3 separate regions of the Sus scrofa genome follow, and regions 2 and 3 are each linked to region 1. Evidence: chromatin contacts called from public Hi-C and HiChIP or PLAC-seq data. All regions are on one chromosome and are shown on one strand. The core of a region is the stretch at or near the end of the contact, and the rest is flanking DNA. Distances in the headings are between cores, read along the strand shown. Region 1 overlaps HIPK2 (homeodomain-interacting protein kinase 2). Region 2 has its middle 9.1 kb from the start of CLEC2L. Region 3 overlaps HIPK2 (homeodomain-interacting protein kinase 2).

Region 1 (2,550 bases), core at 22-2,521:
AATTCAGGATGCAGTTCATTGGGAAAAACGTGCTCGTACTGAAGCTGTGATAAAGTATTTACAACAGTCACAGGTCATGCCGGCCAAACGGCAGACTGCCCCCGACAGCCTGCCTCTGCCGCATCGCCTCCAGGCTGAAAGGCAACAGAAGCATCCTTAGCCCACGGCCCCATCTCACTTCCAAGTCCTGTCCTGTGGGGGCACGGGGGGGAGTGTTGAACACCTCCTCTCTTTACGCCAGTGTATTTGCTCTTCATGCTCAGCATGTGACTCTGAAGCAGCACAATCTCTCTGGAAAGCAGGGAAAAGCTCAGTGCCTCCCTGCTAGCCACAGCAAGTTAAGGAGCCCTGGCTGGCACTTGCCCTGTCTAGACCTCAGCTTCTTGCCTTGGAACAGAGAAACCAGGACAAGGGGGCCGCCTTGTGCATCCTGCTCTCAGCGTACCACCTGTCGCTGCCTTGGGTCCTCATGTTTATGTATTTCTTTGAACATTTCTCTCCAAAGCTGTTATCTACCTGCAAAGAAAACTTTGTGAAGACACCACAGAGACCCAGCAATGCCCAGGAGGCCCAATGCATGGAACCCTGTCCCCTGGGTTCTTTTCAGAGACAGAATCCCTTCCTTCCCCCTCTTCAAAGCACAGCAATACATCCTTCTTACGTGACTTAAATGGCGACTGCTGTTTACAACCGTAACTCTGCATTACAGCTCCTTTGCTCCTTGGAGAATTTTTTCATTACTCTCGGTTGCCTTTAACTGACAGGTGACGAAACTCAACTAGCGATGGATGTGGGAAGCCCGCCCGATGGTGGGAGGGGGTGGGAAGATGCGAGGAGGAAAGGGGGAAAGGCAGGCAGGGATGCTGGGAGGGAGGAAGGGCGAGGAGGGGGAAGGAGAAAGAAACAAAAGAAGGGAGAAAGGTGAGAAGCCAGAACACCTGCTAGCACAAGTGAAATGATATTGTAAGCACACGCAGGATGATAAAGTAACACTGGGATGGGTTCTGTAAACTACAAAGCACGATATAAACAAAGAGCAGTACTGTATATTAAATATACCATATTTAAGGAGTTATTTGCGTGCGGATGTTGTGAGTATAAACATCAGCTGGTAGGGGATCCCGTGGCAGGGCAAACCAAGAGCTAGCTGTTCCACGCTGTGTAAACTACAGCAGGTTCTTAGGTCTGCGGCAAAGGACATTTGTATGCTGTGAGTCATCAGGCCAGTCTCAGTGCTGTGACGACCCAGCAACCCCACAGCACTGGCCACTGGCACGCGGCTGGAGGGGAGGTGCCCGCTGCGATCATACTGGATCCTGCTCCCTCCCCGTGGAGCACAGCGAAGACGTCAGAAAGCTCTCATGTGCCCGCTCTGGGGCACACAGGATGGCAGCTGGGGACAGAGGCGGTCCTAACTTAATAGCGGTTTGTGTTCCAAGGGCTCGTTTCCAAGGGTTTCTGAGGTCTGCCCCTTGCTGGCTGCAAGGTCTCAGTAAGCAACGCAGCGTCTTTGCACCTTCAATTTCCTCACCTGTGAAATGGGGGGAGTGGGTCCTGGTGGTGAAGTAATGAGTCAGCGTTTGTCACGCACTGGAAGGGGCGTCTGGCCCACAGTCGGCTGGAGGTAAGCAGTCGGTGACAGAGGAGGAGTGGGGTGGGTGGGGAGGGTCACCGAGGCCCAGCCGAGGTCAGGCACCGCCCACGCTGGCTGGCTGCGATGGACTGAGTTCTCACGGAACCACGGTCCCTGCGGCATCCCGCCTGGCGGTCCATCGGGGGACCCGGCGGGCTATTTCCGAACCACTGGACAGCCCGAGCAGGAAGACAGTGAAACGGGACGAGGGCTGACATGCTCCTCATCTCACATGCTGCTCCTGGAGGAAGGGCAGCTGGGTCGGGAAGAACAACTTCCCTCCACCCTGCCGAGGACCCCGGGGTGTGTGCGGGGCTTCCGAGATCCTGATACAGATTCCGTATGTTACCGACTTCACCTTTCTCTTCCGGGTGACATCTCCATCAAAAGCGTTCCCCAGCACACTATTATCTTTTGAAGAAACAAGAGGGACCTGCAGTAGAGCCCGGGGAGCTATAGTCGACATCTGCTAATAACCTAGAGTGGAAACCGGATCTATGTATATGTAAACTGGATCACTTTGCTATACGCTTAAAACACTGTAAATCAACTACACTTCAATTAAAAAAATTTTTTTTAAAAAAAGCACTACTCCTGGTCATAAATGGGACCCCGTTTATGGGACTGGGTACATACTAGCGCACATGTGTTCTTTTATGTCAACTATGATCTAAGTGGTTTTGATTGAGCATTTAATACAAAAAAAACCCTGAACACTCCTAATACATGCGGTGTTTCTTTTAAATGAATTATATATGTTCTATTTTATTACCACGTTTATGAAAACACTTTACTACCAAGTTTACAAAAGTAGGAAACTTAAAAGGATGAGATAAAATACACATATTCTTCTTTTTTTAAAATCTTTTCAGGGCCGCACCCACGGCATATGGAGGTTCCCAGGCTAGGGGTCACAT
Region 2 (2,550 bases), core at 15-2,514, 200 kb before region 1:
TGTGCCCTGGGGAGGGAGGAGGCAGGTGCTGCTGGGCTCTGACAGGTATGCCCTCCTCTGGCATCCTGGTCTCTGGGAACACTTACCCCTGTCCACAAGCACGGGGTATTCTAAGCCGGAATCCTTCCAGACAGGTCTTATGCCCAGTGTGGCTCTCAGAGCATACCTCAGCAGGGCCACAGGCCTCCCCTTTTGAAGAATAAGGGTGCTGTCCACAGGGGCCCTGACTCAATGTTTGGCTTAGACCCGAGTCCCCCTGCCAGATGGCCCCAGGCCAGCAAGTTGCAGGACAGGGAAAGGCCACTCCTTATCCGCCCCCCACAGGACCTGGAATTGGGTCCAGTCCCCCCCAGAGTGCTCTCCCGCACTCACCATAAAGGTCCACACATTAGCCCTTAGAAGTTAGAACATTAATATTAGAACATTAGAACATAGACGTTAGATCATCTAGGAGTTGCCGTCGTGGCTCAGTGGTTAACGAAACCGACTAGGAACCATGAGGTTGCAGGTTCGATCCCTGGCCTCGCTCAGTGGGTGAAGGATCCCAGCGTTGCTGTGAGCTGTGGGGTAGGTCGCAGAGGAGGCTCGGATCCCCGTGTTACTGTGGCTCTCTGGCTGAGGCCAGCAGCTGTAGCTCCGATTAGACCCCTAGCCTGGGAACCTCCATATGCCGCACCTAGAAAAGACAAAAGAAAAAAGACAAAAAAAAAAAAAAAAAAAAAAAAAAAAGTTAGATCATTTAACACTAACAGTTAGAACGTGGTAGTATATATCCTTGTCACTAGATGGCGACCCCGTGTAAAGGGAAAGCAAAAAGCTGCGGACAGCCTCTTTCCCGGAGGCGGGGTCCCTGGAAGGAATCCAGGCAGCGGGGAGCTGGATAAAGAAGGGCTTTGGTAGTTACTGAATAGCTCTGTGAAGGGGAGGGGGGGAGTGCTGGCTTTCCGGTCTGCTCGGGGGCTAGGGAGGTGTGGCTTTTTAGGGCGATTTCCCCCAGTAGCCCCAGGATCCTTCCCTAGCGTTCTCGCCGGGCGCAGGGGACCAGGGGCCAAGCTCCTTGGCTGTCCCCACTCCCCGCCGGAGCTCTGCGCAGACGCGGACTGTGTCACCCTCGCTATCGGGTTGGGACCTGTTTTACCTCCCCCAAACGTTGCTCTTAGGTGAAGACTATCTCAGGGCAAGGACGTGAGCCCTGGAAGAGGGGGCGAGAACACGCACCTGCTGAGCAGGGGGCCTCTGAGGCGCCCGCTCTGGGCTCAAGGCCACGGTCAAGGTGGCGCCCGCGCTGGGGGGAGCAGTGCCGGGGCGGCACGGTCAGACCGCGGCCCCGTTTCCTCGAAAAACCGGAGTGGCTCTTTAAGGCTCACGGCTTGTGCATTTAAAATAACAACAACAACAAGAAGAAAAGCTCTGAAATGTGTCTGGAAGCTTGCGGAATTGCTCCACAGTCACGCATATCACGGCACCCAAATCAAAAGGCTTTGAAAATGGGTGAACCTGTTATCGAAGAAGCCACTGGGAGCGCACTCTGTGTAGCCGGGTCAGACCTCATGCTTGATGTGAATTCACTTAGCTCTGTGAAAACACCGGGCTCAGGCATCCTAGGATATTCTTGCCCAGGCCTTCAAGGTCGAGGTGTCACCTCTGGGTTATCAACAGAAACAATGAGGGAGGGGGCGGGACTTCAGAGAATCTTGCACCCGTCATTTCCGAGGCCAAACCAGGGAACATAAGAAGGTTTACAAGGCTGTCTCTTTACTCCATTCAAGATGAAAACAGTTTTAGAACTCCAGGAAACCAGTGCTTATTCTTCCACTTTGAACACCCACTTAGTTGAATCAGAAAATGTAAGAAGAAAAAAAATTTCTACCCTGCTTTGTAGCTTCTAAGATATTCATTAATGTCTGGGCATATTTGAAAATAACTGGAGGCCACTTTCTAGTCTTCACCCGTTACCTTAATTCACAATATTCGCCATATGTGTGTTTCATTTCAGTTCTGGAAACAGCTGGAGCAGGGAGATGGGGAGCTGAGGCAGGGCGGTGATTTGCCCAGGCTCAGTGGCAAATTCACAGGCCAGCCAGGGCTGAAATGAGCCTGTGTGGGATTGCAAGAAGCGTTTGCCAAGACTGCTTGTGTGCCCTGCACTGTGTAAGATTTTGGGAACTCGGGGTTCAATATGATGCCTGGTCCCCTCCTTCTCTCAGGTTGAAAGTTACTCCATCAGAGAGATGCTGGGATCGGACCACCCCATCTGAAACAGCCTCGCGCCCCAGTCCTTCCCCTCTCTCCTTATGTGTCCTCACAGCAAACATCCCTACCTGATAGGTTTATTGTCTGCACCCCGCTGCCCGCCACACACACAAACTATAGCATCTGCGCCAGGACAAGATCTCTGTTAACACTTGGAGACCACAGGAAGATGCCTGCAGTTTTCCAACCTGCCTCCTCAACCGGGCTTGCCTGTGCAACCTCTCTCTGCAGCAGAACTTCCAGTTTTCTAGAAGTGTTCCCTGCCACTGCAGGCTGCTGCTCCAGAAACCAAATTAT
Region 3 (2,550 bases), core at 24-2,523, 140 kb before region 1:
CTCTGAGCCACAGTTATGACCTAAACCACAGCGGCAGCAACACCGGATCCATGAACCCACTGCGTCGGGCCAGGGGGCAAACCTGTGCCTCCGCAGCCACCTGAGCCACTGCAGTCGTATTCTTAACCCACTGTGCCACAGCAGGAACTCCCTAAATAAGGGTAATATTTATTAAACTTACAACTGCTGTTCAAAGTACTTGACCTGTTTTAGCCTCTTAAATCCTCACAGCCAGACCACTTGGTAGAGAATATTGCAGCTTTCATTTTTTTCAGATGTGGGGAGATGAGCTCACTTAGCTGTTCAAGGTCACACGGCTACTTAGGGGCAGAGTCAGGTTTGAGCCAAGAGCTGGTAGCACTTTTCTCTTTCTACTTGGTGTGTATGTGACTAAGCATGGTCTTAGCTTTATTTTAACAAACTGTATGTTACTGTGGTAAGAATATGTAACATGAGACCTATCTTCTTAACAAAATTTTATCCATTTATTTATTTTTCTTTTTAGGGCCGCACCCGCGGCATATAGAAGTTCCCAGGCTAGGGGGCAAATCGGAGCTCCAGCCGCCAGCCTACACCACAGCCTCAGCAACTCGGGATCCGAACCGAATCTGCGACCTACACCACAGCTCAGAGCAACGCCAGATCCTTAACCCACTGAGCAACACCTGGGATCGAACCCGCAACCTCATGGTTCCTAGCCAGATTCATTTCCGCTGCGCCATGATGGGAACGCCTTCACATGATTTTAAATATAGTACTAGAGCTGTGACTATACTAGAGATGTGACTAGAGATGAGGTGCTGGCCTTTAAAACTCATCCCCCTTAACTGAAGTATATACCCCTTGATTCGTGACTCCCCACTTCTCCCCACAGTCCCTGGCAACCAAGATTCCACTCTTTGACTCTATGAATCCGGCTACTTTGGAGAGCTCATGCCAAAAGTCTTCTGCATGTTGCAGGTTTCCCTTCTTAAGCATTTCCCTGGCTGTGCACGTCACGTCTTCTCATCCATTCATCTGTCCATTCACTGGAAGGGCAGTTAAGGGATTTCCACATGTTGGCAGTTGTGAATAAGGCTACAATCAACACAGGAGTTACCTCGTTGAGGTCCTGATTTCAATTCTTTTGGATAAATACTCAGAAGTTGGACGGCTGGATCATGCGGCAGTTCCATTTTTAGTTTTTTCTGAGGCACCTCCGTACTACTGTCTGCAGCGGCTGTGCCAATTCACATTTCCCACCCACAGGGCACAAGAGTTCCAGTGTTTCCACAACCACTTCGTCAACACCTGCTGTCTTTTGTCTTTTTGATAAGAGCCCTCCTGACAGCATGAGGTGACATCTCACTGGGGTTTGGATCTGCATGTCCCTGATCAGGAATGACGTGAGCGTGTCTCATAGGGCTGTTGGCCACACGTATGCCCTCAGCCCATTTGTTTTTTCTTTTTTGCTTTTTAGGGCCGCGCCTGCAGCATATGGAGGTTCCCAGGCTAGGGGCTGAAGTGGAGCCATGGTTTCTGGCCTACACCACAGCCACAGCCACTTGGGATCTGAGCCACGTCTGCCACCTACACCACAGCCACAGCAACGCCGGACCCTGAACCCCCTGAGCGAGGCCAGGGATGGAACCCACATCCTCATGGATCCTAGTCGGGTTAGTTACTGCTGGGACACGCCGGGACCTCCCTCAGCCCATCTTCCAGTTCGGTGTGGAGTTTGTTTTGCTGTGGGGCTGTCCAGAGCCTGCACCCCCTCCTCTCAGTGTGTTCCAGGCTTGTTTACCAGCCCCTCCCACCCACGAGCCCTGAATACACAAGCAGGCCAACGTTCCTCCTCTGGTCTGGCCAGCGGAGCACCCCTCACGCAGTCTTCTCTAGGTGTGGGACCCGGGGGTGTCTGCCTGGACAGCTGTCCCAGCTGATGCAGGTGACGGGCTCGGGCCCGGTCACCTGAACGGGGGTGTGTACTTCCCACTCCCTTTCAATCCAACTCGAAATTCACACAAGATCAGCTGTTTCTAACCAACCTTTCAGGTGAGGAGAGGGACCGGAAACTGATGCCACCAGGCCAGGGGGCTCCTTCCGATGTATTATGTGGCTCTCGATCTCAAGTCATTGGTGATATATGTGTAAGGGATGACCAGTGAGGACCTGCTGCGCAGCACAGGGAACTCTACTCAACACTCGGCAAGAACTGCTACGGGCAAAGACTCTGAAGAGGAGTGCATGTGTGTTTGACTGAATCACTTTGCTGCACACCTGAGCCCAACACAACACTGTAAACCAGCTATACTCCAATGAAATAAAAGAAAGTCAGGAGCTCCCATCATGGCGCAGTGGAAACGTATCTGACTAGCATCCATGAGGACACAGGTTCGATCCCTGGCCTTGTTCAGTGGGTTAAGGATCTGGTGTTGCTGTGAGCTGTCGTGTAGGTTGCAGGCGCGGCTCGGATCTGGTGTTGTTATGGCTGTGGCGTAGGCTGGCAGCTACAGCTCCGGTTGGACCCCTAGCCTGGGAACCTCCATATGCCTCGGGTTTGGTCCTAAA

The links. A called contact is a pair of places that touch in the nucleus more often than the background predicts. HiChIP or PLAC-seq counts read pairs in DNA pulled down with a chosen protein or histone mark.
Region 2: a contact with region 1 is called in an H3K27ac HiChIP or PLAC-seq map of skeletal muscle. The contact joins two enhancer-like sites. A contact is called at or near these places in 1 of 47 Hi-C or Micro-C datasets (heart right ventricle) and 2 of 2 datasets of contacts at active chromatin or transcription factors (alveolar macrophages and skeletal muscle).
Region 3: a Hi-C map of heart right ventricle shows a contact between it and region 1, with 8 times the contacts expected there. The contact joins two enhancer-like sites. A contact is called at or near these places in 1 of 47 Hi-C or Micro-C datasets (heart right ventricle) and 1 of 2 datasets of contacts at active chromatin or transcription factors (alveolar macrophages).

What each region holds. Positions count from the first base shown.
Region 1 is chr18:9,985,607-9,988,156 of Sscrofa11.1, reverse strand. The region is part of intron 1 of HIPK2 (homeodomain-interacting protein kinase 2); the gene reads right to left. LOC106508201 (a long non-coding RNA gene) reads left to right here. Exons shown (of 2, transcript XR_002340220.1): 2 at 1-1,071. Among named protein-coding and RNA genes, the nearest start is that of HIPK2, 46 kb to the right of the region's middle. Within about 2 kb of position 1,271, at least 18 of the 83 cell types and tissues checked have an H3K27ac peak or open chromatin away from gene starts, as enhancers often do. A contact at or near this core is called in skeletal muscle, where this site is marked.
Region 2 is chr18:10,184,200-10,186,749 of Sscrofa11.1, reverse strand. No RefSeq gene overlaps it. Among named protein-coding and RNA genes, the nearest start is that of CLEC2L, 9.1 kb to the right of the region's middle. Within about 2 kb of position 1,264, at least 39 of the 83 cell types and tissues checked have an H3K27ac peak or open chromatin away from gene starts, as enhancers often do. A contact at or near this core is called in skeletal muscle, where this site is marked.
Region 3 is chr18:10,121,099-10,123,648 of Sscrofa11.1, reverse strand. All of the region lies in intron 12 of HIPK2 (homeodomain-interacting protein kinase 2), which reads right to left. Among named protein-coding and RNA genes, the nearest start is that of CLEC2L, 54 kb to the left of the region's middle. Within about 2 kb of position 1,273, at least 3 of the 83 cell types and tissues checked have an H3K27ac peak or open chromatin away from gene starts, as enhancers often do.